Linked DNA regions of Capra hircus: region 1 is linked to region 2. The links are chromatin contacts, called in public Hi-C maps. All regions are on one chromosome and are shown on one strand. Each heading gives the region's core, a stretch centred on a gene start, on an enhancer-like site or on the middle of the called end of the contact. The rest is flanking DNA. Distances are from core to core; before and after follow the strand shown.

Region 1 (5,118 bases), core at 701-3,200, 890 kb before region 2:
CGCCGAACAGGTAGACGCGCTTCACCTTCTTCTCCGCCAGGTGTTTGCCCGGGGCCGCCAGGCCGGCCGAGGCCGAGGCCGCCGCGGAGGCCGAGGCCGAGGCGCTAGGAGTCCGCGCCTTGTAGAGCGAGTGGTAGTCGGCGGCCGCGGCGGCGGCGCCCATGGGCAACAGGGCGGCGGCCCCCGCCTGCTCGGCGGCGAAGGAGGACGACGACGAGGAGGAGGAGGAGGAGGAGGCGGCGGCCACCGCCGCCGCCTTCCCGCCGCCGCCCGCCAGGATGAGCTTGGCGTGGGGCTTGCCGACCCCGCCGCCCGCCACTTTGGAGCCGCAGCTCTTTTTCTGAGCGGGTTTGGAGTTGGCGCCGCCGCCGCTCGCGCCGCCGCCGCCTCCTCCCCCCGCGTGGCTGCCCCCGCCGCCGCCGCCCCCGTGGCCGCTGCCACCGACCTTGTCGCCCTTCTCCCCGGGCTTGGAGGCGGCGGCGGCCGCGGAGCCCGAGTTGGCGTTGCCGGACTTCACCTTCTTCCTGGGCCGGTATTTGTAGTCGGGGTAGTCAGCCATGTGCTTGAGGCGCAGCCGCTCCGCCTCCCGAATGAAAGGGATCTTGTCGCTGTCTTTGAGCAGCTTCCAGCGTTTGCCCAGCCGCTTGGAGATCTCGGCGTTGTGCATGTCGGGTGACTGCTCCATGATCTTGCGCCGCTCGATCTGCGACCACACCATAAAGGCGTTCATGGGCCGCTTGATGTGCCCACTCGGCGTCTTGCACCAGCTCGGGTCGTCGGCCTTGCCGCCCGTGGAGGCGGTGGAGCCGGGCGTGGGGGAGGAGGCGATGCCCAGCTCGAGGCCGGCGCCCGAGTCCGAGCTCTCGCCGGCGAGCAGCGCTTCCGTGTTCTCGGCGTTGTTGGTTTGCTGCACCATGGCCCCGGCTCGGCGGGCGCCCACGCGCGCTCACACCCTCGCGGCGGCCGCGGCGCGATCGCCGGGCCCTCCTGGCTCCCGGGACCAAGCGCACGCCGAGCGGGGGTACGTGCGCGGCGGTCGAGCGGGCGGCTCAACTCCTGGTCGGGGCGGAGGTGGGCGAAGAGAGAAAAGTCTCTAAAAAGATGCGGGGCGGGAGCACTCCGCCTCCTGCAGAGGAGTTATAGTTCCCAGGCTGGAGAATCTCCCTCTCTCTCGCTCTTCTCTCTCACCGCGCCGCAGTTTGCGCTGTCTCTCGGCTCTGCGTCCTGGAGACGGTGCTAAAGTGGAGAGGAGTTTCTCGAATGCTGGTTGCTGAAGCTTCCAATGCAAGTTTCTCGCCGCCTCCCAGGCAAGTCTTTTTTTTTTTTTTTCCTTCCCCTGAAGCAGTTGATTCCAGTTCGCGAGCGCTCTCAGAAGCTCAGGAAAGCGACATAGTCTCTATCAGTTAGTCCCTCTCTTACAATGCAAAGGAGAAAAGGCTCTGGCTCCAGGACTCTCTGTGGGCGGAATCGGCACTAAGGAGTTTGTGCAATTATTTTGTTGCAAGGTAGGACGCCAGAAAGCCTTCATGCAACAGACTGGCATGAATAAATGTATGTTTCCCCCTCCCTCCTGCAAGAAGGGAGCTGGTAATGGCAGAGTTCCTCCAGTGCAGACTCTTAAAGAGCGTGCAAGAACTAGAGACCCGGAGCGAAACAGGCCTCTTCCTCTCACACACGGTTTCTCTTGCTGCAGCTTAGAGCGGACCCCAATTCCGCCTCGCGCCTCTTTATCCTTTCCCAGTCTTGGCCGTGGCCAATCAGCCGCTGTAACCAACGCTTCCTCGTGCCAAGCCCCTCCCCCGAGCTTCCCATTGGCTTGGAACCCGATGCAATAATAATCTCCGCGTGCAATGAGAAGCTCCAAATCTGACCTCATTCCAATTTACAGAGCAAACTTTTTAAAAGGGCTAGAAGTACAGCTGAGATTTCTGCTGCCTCTTTTTTCCTTTTGCTGTGCGTGCTTGCGTGTGTGTGTGTGTGTGTGTGTGTGTGTGTGTGGTGTGTGAAGAGGATGTTAATGCATGAAATTATTAAGGGGAGAGACGGAAATGTATTCTAACCATTATGTTAGATAACAAGGGGCTTAGAAGGGGGGGAAGGGTGAAATACTGTAAATGGAAGCTTTCTGCTTAAAAGCCAAGTGATTATTTTTATTAGTTCTTTTCAGTATTGGAATAGAGAATCAACCTTTATTGCAAAATCTGTTCCTCGGCTCCTTCATAAAGCCAAGGATGTAAAAGAGGGAGGGAAAGCTATGAAAATAAATCAATAGACATTGAAAACCATTAAGAAAGTGGTACCTAGACACCTGTCATCACTATTATTTTAACAATTCCAGGTACAGCACAGATGTTGATGTATTGTGCTAATCCCTTCAGAGCTATTTTGGTGCTGTTTGTGGAAGGCAGAAAAGAGGATTTTGGGGGGGCGGGCAATAGTTACTTGCTCTCTTAACCAAACAGGGGTTAACTATAGTTATTGAATGATTTAAACTCCCCTTTGAATCCTGGATGGGCTTCCCTGGTGGCGCAGTGTGGTAAAGAATTTGCCTGATAAGGTAGGAGGCAAGGGAGACTGGGTTCCATCCCTGGGCCAGGAAGATCCCCTTGGAGGAGAAAATGGCAATCCGCTCCAGTATTCTTGCCTGGAAAAATCCCATGGACAGAGGAGCCTCATGGGTTACAATGCACAGGGTTGCAAAGAGCTGGACACGACTGAGCACACAGCACAGCACACACAGTCATAAATCCTGGGTTGCCCAAACAGAGGAGCTTTCCACTGGAACACAATAAGCAGTGTTCCCGAGTTAAGAGAATTTCCATAGTTTGGTGTAAGATGATAATGCTGAGTAAAGGATGGGAATCAGATTTACTTTTTAAGTATTAGTTTTCCACATTTTCAAAATTAAAGATAGCTTCACACTTCATCCTCTCTTCCCCAAACCTTCCTCCTCCTTTCCTTTTTATTTTCTCCTATATGTTCGTTACTTCAATCAAATGGAATTAAAAGGCCAAAGCAAAGAGACACTGTAGAAGGCAGTGATAACTAGTAGCAAAAAAGAATGGACCTTCTGAATTTATATTAGACCTGGCTGCTAGTCCTTCTTACTAGTCTTGTGACCCTGGGGATGTGACCAAGTCTCAGTTTTCCTCATCAGTGATATGGGAACACAAGGAACTACTTTATGTAGTGTTTTGTGGGAGTTTAGTGAGCTTGATGTATAGTAAGCCCTCAGTGAATACTATATTATCCTTCATGATAATTCAGATTCCAGAGACATTCCCTCTAGTAAAAGCAGCATGTTGTTCAAGAGACTAAAATCGAGGGAGGTCACTGATGTGAAAAAATCATCACAGATCATGGATGTGAACCGTCCAAGGACCACACTGGCAACCCAGTCATCCTGATGATTTGAAAAGAAGCCTCATGAAGAGCATTGTGAAGAATGTGGCAAAAAAAAGTTCCCACGTAGTCAAAATACATGTTAATTTGGCCACAGACATCTCTTGTTCTAAGGTATGAAAATTAAAATTATAATAAAGATTGGCCTTAAAACCATAAAACCGTTTTTCTATAAGCCAGTGATAAGTGGTTAGGTAGGGCTAACCTAACATAATTAAGCTTTCAGTTCTGATCAAACTAGTGCTGGGCAGCAGATTTCTATTTATCTTGTCAAACTTTTAGAGTATGTAGGCTGGGGAGAGGCCCAGGTTGTCAGATGTAGAATTTTACTGGAAAGAACACCCTTTGGCGACATCTGACTGGATCTCTAAGGATCAACAACACACAAGAATGTTTTTGTGGGTAGAAGCAAATAATTTTTGACCAGTAGCTACCCAAGTTATATATTTTTTTCTTTTAGAAGGGGAAACAAATCTTGAAAACAAAAATCCCACAGGCACCTCTTTTGCATCTAACAAAGCTGGGTGTGTCATCATTTTATCTGGTATTCATATTATAACATAGCCCTATATGTTCTCAATCTGACATAAAAATTACTATAAGAGGTCTATTATTTATTTTTAAAATCCATAGTTTTACCAGAATAAAAAAAAGAATAAATACTATGTTTATTTTGAGATTTGTAGCAACTAATAATCTGAGGGTGTGACTAAATTTGTGATGTTTCAGTCAAAGTGCGTGAATAATATAATCAGTATCATTAATTATATTTCCAAAGCCATTTGCGAGTCTACCACTGAATGAGATCAGAGAAAAGTGGAAGTTAAAGCAGTCAGAATGATTTTATGTTTAAAGCATGCAGATTTTTTGTGTGTGTGTGTACTAAAAAATAGCCACTGGCCTATTTCTATTGTTAGGTATATTTTCTATATTTCAACAAATCTAACTGATGTCTTGCAGACATACCATGGTCACATGCTATTAAGGGAGAACTGCCAGTGAATCTGAGATCTGCATGGTTGTAAGACATCTGAAAAGAAAAAAGTTCCTCTTAGAATTGAAGAAATATGGTATTAGTAATTTCCATTGACATAAAAGATTATTATAGTATATATGAATGCTTAGACTTCTGAAGTAGATTTGTGCTTATGTGTTAGTAGCCCTCTTAAAATGTAAGAAAACGTGTGACAAGTGGCCTTTTATTAAAGACATCTTTCTCACCAACTGGATATGTGCACACTGAAATGTATGAGGTCTCAATAGCAAATAATGAGAAAAGATTTCTGTGTTCTCATTACCTAACTTCACATGCTTTGTAACCAGTTTTTCCATTACTAACATTTTTTTCCGAAATACCAGATATTTGGTGGCCCCTACTAAATCAGTACTCAGTGTTCCCTCTGCTGGCTTTGTAGTACATGAAGTGATTCTTAATGCTACTCTCTAAGCCATATTAACAGTAAGCCAAGATAATTTTGCAAAAAAAAAATCCTGTTTCAAAATAATAGATGAAATTTCTTTATTAGCAAAGATGATAGACATTCCAAATTTTGAATTAAGGTAATTATTTCCTCTTATTTTATTTATTTTCCATTAAATAATGGAACTCAATTTGAGATGTAATATTTGCTAATTCATTTCTTCTGCTCTCACACACCTGCACAACATAAAAATCCTACATCCATAAAATGGTATGGGGTATATAGATGGAAATAG
Region 2 (5,690 bases), core at 138-2,637:
TCTTCATTATCCACCCAATTACTAGATAAGCAAAGAACAGGGAGAAAGACAGGTCAGCAGAGACAGGAGAAATAGAAGCCTTCTTACAAGGAAGAGACTGTATCTGCCTTGTTCACTGATAAATACACAGCACCATAGGCACATGATGAATATTTAATGAATAAATGAATTTATAAAGAACCAGAGAATACTGGAGTTCAACTCACTCATTTTAGATATAAGTATACTGAAACCCAAAAAGATTAAATGGCTTGGCTAAGATCACAAGGCAAGTTGGTCAGTCTTGCAGAGTTTAACACACTAGATGCTGTTTTTACATCGTTTTTTCTTGTTCTCCCACCTTTAATACTAATTCTTTAAGCTCAACATAAATCTTTCTAGAAATTAAGAAATACAGATGCAATGTAGACCCTCCCCAATCAGGGGGCTAATGTTTCTAAAGATTCCCATAGCAGGAGAATAATAAATTTGGAAGGAATTTAAGATCTAACTGGAAGACAGGACAGGGAAACCAAAGGTAGAAAAAGAACCCACAGAAGCCCCTATCAATATCTGTAAAATTTACTACAATCTAATGAAGATACCACACTAAAAGAAAAGAACAGTGACATTTTACTTTTACTTCGTAATGACAAAGACTGCATTTTCAGGTTCTCTAACCTCCCCTGCTTCCGAGAAAATTCAGGATTTCCTTTCTATAGTTTAATTCAAATATGAGTAAACTTCTTTTGACTTGCAGCAGATAAAATGCATACTCAAGATGTATCCAAACATTTACAAGTCCAATAGATTCTTTCTGGGAATTCCAACAGATTCCCATTTGCAGGGAGGGGTCGCAAGAGGTCCCAGGGACCCTCCAGCACATATCTCAGCTTCCTCCCATCTCTCAGATAAAAGATGATAAGCACTAGGGCCCCAGAGTATCTCTCTTTTCCAGATACTTCTCTTCTCTTAACTGAAACGTTAAGTCTCTACAAACGATCTAGGAGCCATTTTTCTTCCTTTTTAATCACTAACCCTCAGTGTCCTCTTTTCTAAATTATCTTTAAAAGGGGTGATTTAAATATACCTGAGGAAACAAATTCTAACGATCCTGAAGGATTATTAAAAAAGTAAGTATATCTATAGGAACGTCACACAATGTAAAAACCATACTGGCAGTGGGGGAAAGTATTCAAACTTAGTAGCTAGTTTCATACTCCGATAAAGCATTTTTCCATCCTCTATAACACCTTTAGGTTTAAAAAGCAAACCACCAGAATTAAGCATTCTAGTGGCTGCTAGTCAATGCTAATTAGCACAACATGCTTAGATTTCTCAGGTGCTCCATAACCTACACCATAATGAAATCTAACTCGCCCCAGATGTTCTTGACCAAAGTAAAAGCATGTCTTTGGCAGGTGGCAGAAGAAATGATGAGTCAGGAAGAAATACTCAGCACTGGCCAGATGCCTTAAGGTATCACCAGTAGGAACAGGAAAATTAAAAGAACCAATTGAGGAAACTAACAAAGAACAATGTGTCTATTCTGTTCAGTCATTTCAGGCAGGAAATCTATGCTTAAGGCGCCCATGAATCACAGCATTTGTAATGCACCAAGAAGGCCCCTTACTATGGTCAGGCTCATTAAATGGTCTCAAAAACTTAAGACTACTTGACCTAAAAAAAATGCTAAATATAATTCTTTCAGGTGGTTAAGAAACCATCGGTGGTTTACACCTAATGGTAAAAGAAAGGGCAACGAAAATGAGAAACCACCTCTGTACTTACATGGTATCACTCGGTAAATTTGACCCATTTCTCATGAATGACATGAATATTGATATAAATTCATTCAACAAACATGAACTGAGTGTTTATTATAGACCAAATATGATAAAGAGTACCAAGAATACTCCTTGGAAGAAAAGTTATGACCAATCTAGATAGCATATTCAAAAGCAGAGACATTACTTTGCCAACAAAGGTCCGTCTAGTCAAGGCTATGGTTTTTCCTGTGGTCATGTATGGATGTGAGAGTTGGACTGTGAAGAAAGATAAGTGTCAAAGAATTGATGCTTTTGAACTGTGGTGTTGGAAAAGACTCCTGAGAGTCCCCTGGACTGCAAAGAGATCCAACCAGTCCATTCTGAAGGAGATCAGCCGGGATTTCTTTGGAAGGAATGATGCTAAAGCTGAAACTCCAGTACTTTGGCTACCTCATGCGAAGAGTTGACTCATTGGAAAAGATACTGATGCTGGGAGGGATTGGGGAAAGGAGGAAGAGGGGATGACAGAGGAAGAGATGGCTGGATGGCATCACCGACTCGATGGACGTGAGTTCGAGTGAACTGCAGGAGACGGTGATTGACAGGGAGGCCTAGCGTGCTGCGATTCATGGGGTCACAAAGAGTCGGACACGACTGAGCGACTGAACCGAAATGAACCAAGAATACAAGAAACAAGGGCTATCTCTGTACTCAAGTTCAGTTTTATAAGAGAAAGATATGTAAACAAAAACTCTAGAGTCTAATGAGTGCTATAAGCAGAGATAAAGATGATCTTGGTGGTAATAACGTGTTAAGGAAAAAGCCTGATTTGGGAGGTGTGGTGAGGGAGATGGGATAAGGAAGAATGGAATTAGGATTTCACACCTGGTACTTAATCTGGAGCTTTACCTCTTTCAAAGTGAGACAAAGTAAGTGAGAAAACATGATCTGTCCACTCGCCCCTCACATTTCTGTGTCAAAATGTGTTATTTCACAAATGAGAATTAAAAAGTCAAAAAAAAGATACACATACATGTGTAATGAAACTAACACTGTGTGCATGTATTCAGTTGCTTCAGTCGTGTCCAACTCTTTGCAAGCCTGTGGACTGTAGCCCACCAGGCTCCGCTGTCCGCAGAATTCTCCAGGCAAGAACACTGGAGTGGGTTGCCATGCCATGCCATCCTCCTCCAGGGGATCTTCCTGATCGAACCCAATGATCGAAGACGCGTCTCTTACATCTCCTGCACTGGCAAGAGAGTTCTTTACCACTAGAAGGCAATGGCAAGCCTCTCCAGTGTTCTTGCCTGGAGAATCCCAGGGACGGGGGAGCCTGGTTGCCTGCCGTCTATGGGGTCACACAGAGTCGGACATGACTGAAGCGACTTAGCAGCAGCACCATCTGGGAGGCCTATGTATGTATACACTATCAACTACAGTCCAATGACAGCAAGGAAATCAAACCAGTCAATCCTAAAGGAAATCAGCCCTGAATATTCATTGGAAGGACTGATGCTGAAGCTTGAAACTCTAATTCTTTGGCCACCTGATGTGATGAGCAGATTCACTGGAAAACACCCTGATGCTGGGAAACACCCTGATGCTGCATCCTGATGCAGGAGGAGAAGGGGATGACAAAGGATGAGGTGGTTGGATGGCATCAACAATTCAATGGACATGAGTTTGAACAAACTCCAGGAGCTTAGTAAAGGACAGGAAAGCCTGGCAAGCTGCAGTCCCTGGGGTTGCAGAGTCAGATACTACTGAGCAACTGAACATCAAAAACACAGCCCAAAGTAAAACATTTTTTAAAAAAAACAAGGGGGGAAAGCCAAAGAAAAGATAAATAAGTTCCCTGATAATCCATGTCATCTTAGAAGCAAGATCTCCAATCTCCCAACTTCTAATCTCTTATTTCTTCTATGAAATCACCTCATTCTGCCTCACTGGTTCCCTGAAGAAGCCATTTATTATACATTACTTCAATATACTAGCCTCATGTCCTAATTAACACTCACCATAAGAAAAAGATGTGCAAGAGAAATACTTTAAAAGATATTTAAACAGATTATAGTAAATTAAGCACGTTTAAATTAAATTTCATTAAGTTACCAGTTCATTGCAGAGACTCAAATTTAAAACATAATGGTGAATTTTCTTTATTAAATACTTAATATAATAAAAGCTAACATTTTATCAACCATTTATTAATTTTCACAACAACCCCATAACCCATTTTAGAGACAAGGAGTCACAGGCTCAGAGAGGTATGAGAAATACTTACTCAGTGATGCTGAGTATGCGTATTTAAAAATTACCCCACGTTGTTCAAGCATCTGAGTGGATCAGTGTCTTTCAGATTATGACAAGAACCAAAACTGGGGGACAAAAATTCCAAGGCAAAGCTACAGGGGCATTACACTTTCAGATAAAGGGCTAAATAATAGAAGGAAAAGTAATCCCCCCTAGAATACTTTTCACAGAAAGAATAGAAAGAATAAAAATACCTTGTAATTCTCATTGGATGAAGAACAGGTAAGTTGAATTCCTTATGTTTAAGTCATATACATTGTTTGCTATGATATTTTTATTTTAACACGTTTTTTAAAATATTTTAGTTCACCCATATTTTAAGCTTGGTCATCCTCACTGCATAATCATCATAAGGTCTTGCAATTTTCAACCACGGGCAGTATTTTTCTACTATTGGGGTTTGGGAATACATGATCCTCAAAGTTCACCAAATAGGAAAGAAGCATAATAAAATGGTTCACTTCTTAGCAACTGCCTATGATGTCTGTTTCTTACTCTTGAGATATTTTCTCATTGACATTTTTAAAAATTAAAAAATAAAAAGATGTTGATAAGCCTCTGCTTAATAAAACCAATGATCCAATTCCCTTTCCTAATTAAAAGCTGACAGTACTTGGAGTACTTACTAGTTTCAATGAATGTTCAGATGTAACAGTCTTATTAAAATTATGTCTATTTTGTAATTTCCTTCATTACTAATGCAGGCTTAAAGAAACTGATTCTGAGATTCGTTTTTCTTGTTCTTTTCCAGTCCCTGACATAGACTGGTGAGTGGTACGGTGGACTAACAAGTATATTCAACCAACACAGATGACTGAAATTAAAAAGCTGTAATAGATCCACATATCTAGGCCACAGGGAAGGGTCATACCGTTAGACCAGCAGCATAAATTAGCACATTATGAAGGCATCTAAAGGAGCCAAACAGAATTTGTATGATGGATTTTTTTTCATACAAATATATAATGCTGATTGACTGGATTTCTTTTAATCACAAGCATTATTTAGGGGGAAAAAAACTGCTTGTATAATATCACATTTTATTACTTCAGCTCTTATCCTGAGAAGCACATCTGAAGCTATGGGGAACCTTGGGGAAGGGCTGGTAGGTGGGAACCCATTGAAAGCATTTTGGGGACACATAGCTGTCTCTCAGTTTCATGCACAGAAACAATTTTTTTTTAAGTTATTATGAGTGCATTTCTGCTCTAACTTACAACAAATCTGTAAACCCAAAGTCATTTAGGAAAATAATCTGTTATTTACCAAACCCACAAGTTTTACATATATTAAAAGACTAGGTTAAAAAACAGATCTGTCTCTTGCTGAATAATTAAGACATTATTAATCTCTACAATAAGAATTTCCTGAGTATGGGCTCTGAAGTATTACAATGTCACAATACTTCCCTTCAATTTTTCATACTATTCCATAGCTCACAAAAAAATTGTCAACCACTGGAAGAAAATGTCTAAATGATAGTTTTTAGCTACTAAAACAGTTGCTGAATGGTCAAATCCTCCTTTAATTATCCATTTTTTAAATAATTCAGACAAATCACACACGCATCATATTAGTAACACCAGAAAAAGCAGCAATAAGAGGGAACATTTAGATATAAGCACATAC

Evidence for each region. Hi-C and Micro-C count contacts between places; a contact is called where the count stands out from the background.
Region 1: a Hi-C map of blood shows a contact between it and region 2, with 6 times the contacts expected there. The contact joins the promoter of SOX4 here to the enhancer-like site in region 2. A contact is called at or near these places in 2 of 5 Hi-C or Micro-C datasets (blood and liver).

The regions. Positions count from the first base shown.
Region 1 is chr23:13,835,027-13,840,144 of ARS1.2, reverse strand. SOX4 (transcription factor SOX-4) reads right to left here and starts at 1,950. Exons shown (of 2, transcript XM_018039041.1): 1 at 1-1,950. The coding sequence starts at 916.
Region 2 is chr23:12,940,893-12,946,582 of ARS1.2, reverse strand. The region is part of intron 4 of CDKAL1 (threonylcarbamoyladenosine tRNA methylthiotransferase); the gene reads right to left. Among named protein-coding and RNA genes, the nearest start is that of CDKAL1, 26 kb to the right of the region's middle. Within about 2 kb of position 1,387, at least 1 of the 5 cell types and tissues checked has an H3K27ac peak or open chromatin away from gene starts, as enhancers often do.